2 separate regions of the Zea mays genome follow, and region 1 is linked to region 2. The links are chromatin contacts, called in public Hi-C maps. All regions are on one chromosome and are shown on one strand. Each heading gives the region's core, a stretch centred on a gene start, on an enhancer-like site or on the middle of the called end of the contact. The rest is flanking DNA. Distances are from core to core; before and after follow the strand shown.

The links. Hi-C and Micro-C count contacts between places; a contact is called where the count stands out from the background.
Region 1: a Hi-C map of leaf shows a contact between it and region 2, with 5 times the contacts expected there. The contact joins the promoter of LOC103650268 here to the enhancer-like site in region 2. A contact is called at or near these places in 2 of 25 Hi-C or Micro-C datasets (leaf and tassel).

The regions. Positions count from the first base shown.
Region 1 is chr3:112,322,164-112,324,863 of Zm-B73-REFERENCE-NAM-5.0, forward strand. It overlaps LOC103650268 (Core-2/I-branching beta-16-N-acetylglucosaminyltransferase family protein), which reads left to right and starts at 1,374. Exons shown (of 2, transcript XM_008675877.4): 1 at 1,374-2,700. The coding sequence starts at 1,853.
Region 2 is chr3:112,006,684-112,009,646 of Zm-B73-REFERENCE-NAM-5.0, forward strand. No RefSeq gene overlaps it. Among protein-coding and RNA genes, the nearest start is that of LOC103650269, 79 kb to the left of the region's middle. Within about 2 kb of position 1,673, at least 12 of the 20 cell types and tissues checked have an H3K27ac peak or open chromatin away from gene starts, as enhancers often do. A contact at or near this core is called in leaf and tassel, where this site is marked.

The DNA.
Region 1 (2,700 bases), core at 124-2,623, 320 kb after region 2:
AAATTGAGGGTGTTATACTATAGATATGATATAAAAAATCATTCAAACTCAACACGATACGAAGCCATATGCAGTGTGACACTTTTATATAGTACCACTCCATTAAATGAAGGAGGACGAACGATCGAGTGAGCTATAAAGAAAGAGAGTCGAGTTTTTTTTCAACTCGTACCTTTTTCAACCTTTTGCATAAAGTAAATTATAATATTTATTTTTATTAATTTAATATTAATATCTGGTATATAGATCGTATATTTAATTTGATGTTAAATTTATTTACCCTCTAGACTGGCTTATTAGGTTCTCTTGTCAGTGACTAGAGATGGCAATGGGTACCCAAAACCCGAAACCCGATGGGTTTTTACCCCATTAGGGTACGGGTTTGGGTCAATTTTCATACCCATGGGTTTGTTAATGGGCATAAATCTATACCCGGCGGGTTTATGGGTACGGGTTTGTTCCTATAGTACCCAAACCCGTGAACCCGTGGGTTTTTTAAACCCGACCAAACCTAGTGCATATTGTCATTTTATTTTATAAATGACCAACAAACTTGTTATTCCTTATTTACTTCATAATTTTTATTAATTGATGAATGTATCAGTAGTCGATGAGAGTGTTGCTTGCTTGCTATTATAGTTTTTACTAGCGTTATATATGTGGTGGATGGATAACTTAGTGCAAGGTCACTTAATTATACAACTTATTATTTGTATTTCATTCTCTCTACTAATAATTTTTATACCAAATCATGAACTCGTTGTTCATTACATAGATTTTGGATCATGATCTCATTAATCATTACGATACTTATTGATTATGAGAAGAACAAGTATATTGGAGATGAAACCCACGGGTAACTCATGGGTACCCGCTAACCCGATGGGTACGGGTTTGGGCAAAATCTCAAACCCGTCATGGGTACGGGTTTTTAATGGGCATGGATATTTTTCACGGGTACAGGTTTGGGACGGCAAAACCCAGCGGGTTTATACCCGTTGCCATCTCTATCAGTGACACATCACTGCTAGTAACACCTGGCCCAATTCAATCAATAACACCACATTAAATATCATTGTATGCCATAACAATAATTAATACCATCAAATATAACAATAATTAATACCATCAAATATGATTATGTGCCTTATCAAACACAAGTACTTCAAAAGCATCCTGTTTATTTGACTTTAATCCCTACCCGTTTCTACTATTTTTATAGTATTTTTGTTTCTATAAATTAGAGTTGTACCGTTTTAAACACCTAACTTTAATCCGAACCAATAAGCTATTAATTATTATTGGATTTTAATGGGAATTGGGATACATCAAATCATTTAATTAAGATGATTGATTGCACGGATATTATATTTACGGATATTATATTTACGGTACCCCTTGTGTCCGGATAAAAGGCAGCGAGCGCCATCGTTCATCACTCCCTCGTCCCCCTTCCACTTTCCCCACCTCACCCGGTCACCCCTTCTCTGCCTCGTCTCCACTCCTCCCCCCGCCGCCCTCGCCCCAGAGCCCCGCCGCGCGATTGGGCTCTGCACCCTCCTCGGATCCGCTGCCGCACGTCGTCGCCAATCGACATTCCCCGTTTCCCTCCGCCGGTTCCCGTTGCTGCGCCTGCCTGCTTTACCCCCTTACCGTTTCCTGACCCTGTCCTGGTTCGCGGGTTTCCCGAATTCGCGCGCTCTTGCGGCGGCGAGATCCGGCCCGCTCGTCGTAGGGAGAGGGAGCCGACCGCTCCTGATCCGAGCCGCGCCCCGCGGGGGTTTCGTATCCCGTTCTCCCTTCTGGTCCGGCCACAGGATCGCAGTCGCAAGGCTGAGGAGCAGCAGGGGAGATGGCGCCGCCCTACGTGCTGTCGCTGCTGCTGCTGCTGGTGCTGTCCGTCCCGGCCGTCTTCCTCGTCGCGCCGCGCCTCATCCCGCCCCGCGCGCTCCCGGCCATCCCGGACGCCGACGAGACGGAGGACCTCGCGCTGTTCCGCCGCGCCGTGCTCCTCTCCGCCGCGCCCTCCTCCAAGGCCGGCGCTGGCCCCGCCTCCCCCTCGCGTTTCTTCGGCGCTGCCCACCGCCGACAGAGGAAGCAGAAGGTGGCCTTTCTCTTCCTCACCAACTCCGACCTCGTCTTCGCCCCGCTCTGGGAGAGGTTCTTCGCGGGCCACCACGGCCTCCTCAACGTCTACGTCCACGCCGACCCGGCTGCGGCGTTCGCCCTCCCGCCCACGCCCTCCTTCCGCGGCCGCGTAATCCGGGGGAAGGCCACCCAGCGCGCCTCCGCCACGCTCATCTCCGCCGCGCGCCGCCTCCTCGCCACCGCGCTGCTCGACGACCCGGCCAACCACTTCTTCGCGATGCTCTCCCAGTCCTGCGTCCCGCTGCGGCCCTTCCCGGCCCTCTACCGCACGCTCACCGCTGACACTGCCGGCCCGCGCGGCCGCCACCGCAGCTTCATCGAGATCCTCGACGCCGAGCCCACTCTGCACGACCGCTACTACGCGCGCGGCGACGACGCCATGCTCCCGGAGGTGCCCTACGAGAGCTTCCGCGTCGGCTCCCAGTTCTTCGTGCTCACCAGGAGGCACGCTGTCATGGTGGTCAGGGACAGGAGGCTTTGGAACAAGTTCAAGCTGCCGTGTCTCGTCAAGAGGAAGCACTCGTGCTACCCGGAGGAGCACTACTTCCCGAC
Region 2 (2,963 bases), core at 423-2,922:
GATGTCTTTTGTAGATGGCTCGTCTTAGATGCACTGCACGTAAGTCGGTGATCCCCTTCTATCTACCCGAGGGTCATCCGTTGGATATCCGAAATTAATGAATACTTCAATTTTTCCCCAGACAGGTAGACAGCTCAACCGGTTTGTTGTTGATAAATACCCTGTGGCAGTGTGCCTGCTCCATGCTCCCCTCTCTAGCTCTCCTAGCGCTAGCTCAAGTGCTCAACACTACACTAGGATCAGATCATCAGAACTTTAGAAGACAAAAAGCTAAAGACCAAAAGAAGAGGAGACATGCAGACATGTATTTGTTGTCATTTGAGAATGTATTTGTTGACATGCAGACATGTACTTAAACTATTTATTTGTCATGCAGACATGTATTTGTTGATAACTAGCCAATCATGCATACATGTGCAACTTCTATTCTGAATTTATTATTGCAATTCAAGACATTTATTTTTTGTCATGTTGAGAATGTTGCTTGTTGAAGGACATGTATATTTGTTTATTTTTTATTAAGTTTTTAGCTGTGCATACGGTGAATTAGGAAGAAATTTGATTAATTATGTTATTGAATTGTTGAAAATGGTTCTTCGTCATATCCGATGGATATCTAAAACCCGATGGACATTAGCATGGATATGAATTTCTATCCATGGGTATAGTCGCGGGTGGATATTAACTGCGACCGTGGATATGGTTGTGGGCGGATATTTGCAATATCCGAATCTGACCCGTTGTCATCCCCTATCCACACGCTTGCCCTACTCTCCTACCCTGAAGCCTAATGGCTAGTAGCACACCTCTTTGCTCTCTATCGTCGCTGACGCCTGAAGGTATTGTGCTGTCGTCTGCTACACCTTGTGCGTCCTCTCCCTCTACGCCAAGTGTGCCCTCCTTTCGAGCGTGTGCACTCATTTATCTACGTCGTGAGCCATCCGTGCCGCTCCTCTCCCTTCGCGCTGCCCTCTCCCTTCGCGATGCCCTCTCTCTGCATCCACGCCTCTATTTGGTAGGTCGACTCCTCTCGTCCTCTCTACCTATGATTTAGTATGTCATATTTAGCATTTAAATCATTCCACCACCACCTGGTGTAGCTTATAAAAAAATCCCTAACAAACCACAATTATATTACCATTGGATTTAGATCTAACGGACTAAAAAGTCTGCTTGCAGGCTTATATCTAGTATCTATATTCGTTTACATATTAGTCGTTGCCGCTATTAACCTCTTTGTTTTGGTATTTAACTTTATATTATTGTTTGAAATTATGATATATTGATATTTTCCCTACGTTTAAGTCAAAACTTCACTTATAAACGTTTCAACGTTTTAATAATAACCTTGGTCCAAATACACTAACGTAACATGCAAACGTACATCTTACTAGACGTACTTCAACTCTATCAGTCCCGTGGAGTCGGAGGGAGTCAGGGAGCCAACGATGGAGGTGGCTGGTGGCTGCCAGCAGTTGATGCAGGAGTCGGAGGGAGAGGTGGTCCGGTCACCGGTGGAGGCATGGAGCTGGAGCACCGTCGTCGCTGAGCACGAGTGAGATTGACGAATGACGGACGAGTCCACATGTTTCTGGCGTCTAGGAGCAGGAGAGACCGAGACAAGGCTAGAGAATAGTGGAGTGGAAGTGGGCCGGTCTGCAGTTGCAGCCCTAAGGCCTAATGGGCTGGCTGAGAGCTGAAACCTAAGCCTTTTAAATTTAAGTCGTCCACGACTCATGTAGTGCGATTAATCGTCCGCGTCATACTAATGAATCGTTATTAAGTCGACCAAGTCGTGTCGAACTATATACCAATACTAAAAAACCGATACTGCCGACTAATTATGATTAGTTCCGACGACTTGAAAACACTGCTTGCAAGGATGTGTCCTTTAATAACCGCGCGTGCATTCGTTTCGTATTTGGGTTGGGAATGCATTTCCCTCTTCGTGTTTGCTTGTCGATGGCATAATAAATGGAGAGCCATTTCAGCCTTTGTTCTTCAACCTGTACACTTCGTTTAAGCTTCGTCGTGGTTACATCGTGTACTTATTTCTAGGTGATGTACAGGTGGTAGCTGATAATGCTTCCATATATCCTCTCGACCTCGATAGGACAGAAAGAGGGCCCCGGCCGGACCAACTACTACTCAGTTGAATGCAAGATTTTTGAGATGATCTAGCTAGTTTACGTCTCTTCGCAATTGTTATTGTTGAAACGGTTAAGCTCTCGATTTAATCTAGTTTATTTCTCAAGCGGATACCACAGCCAGTTCTGGATCTTCTATTTCTATTACTTATCACATATGTCTCTGTTAAACGTTCTTTGTGATTCTTATCCAGTTGGTTACGCTGCTTTAAGATCACCAACCACTTTCTGAAAATCGCAGAGGAGCTCTGCTGCCCAACAAGGGTAAGCCTTCTGTTCTGTCTATTGCCATCAGAGTTCAACCTCCTCCCTGTTTCAGAAAAACTGCCTAGCTACACCTGACCTGGACTCTCAGAGTGCTATGTCCTGCAATAATCTACAGGTAACTTGTTTGTGTTGATACGTTCTTTCCTGCGTTCGAGCAAGACATAGACATAGTTGAAAGGACAACTGACCCTCCTCACTCTGTAGTCTTTTCGGTGCAGCAACCGTACCGCCAGCCAGTTTGACGGTGCAGTGTGGTATGGTGTTTGCTGTCAGTGGCATCATAAGACTATCCGCAGTGGTTTTCCTAATTTTTTTTCCTTATATCATTTTTTTATGTCATATCATTAACAGTTTATCCCGTATTTTTTTATCTCCCGCAGCGGTTCCCTCTAAATACTTCTCCTATACCCCACTATAACCATAAAATATCATTTTCTATACCTACTTTTTATCCACTATCAATTTTTCATCTACTAACAATTCATGGGGGCCCCACAGCTGCAGTACCAAATAGTGTTAGGGCGCGTGAACAGTGACACGCCACATCTA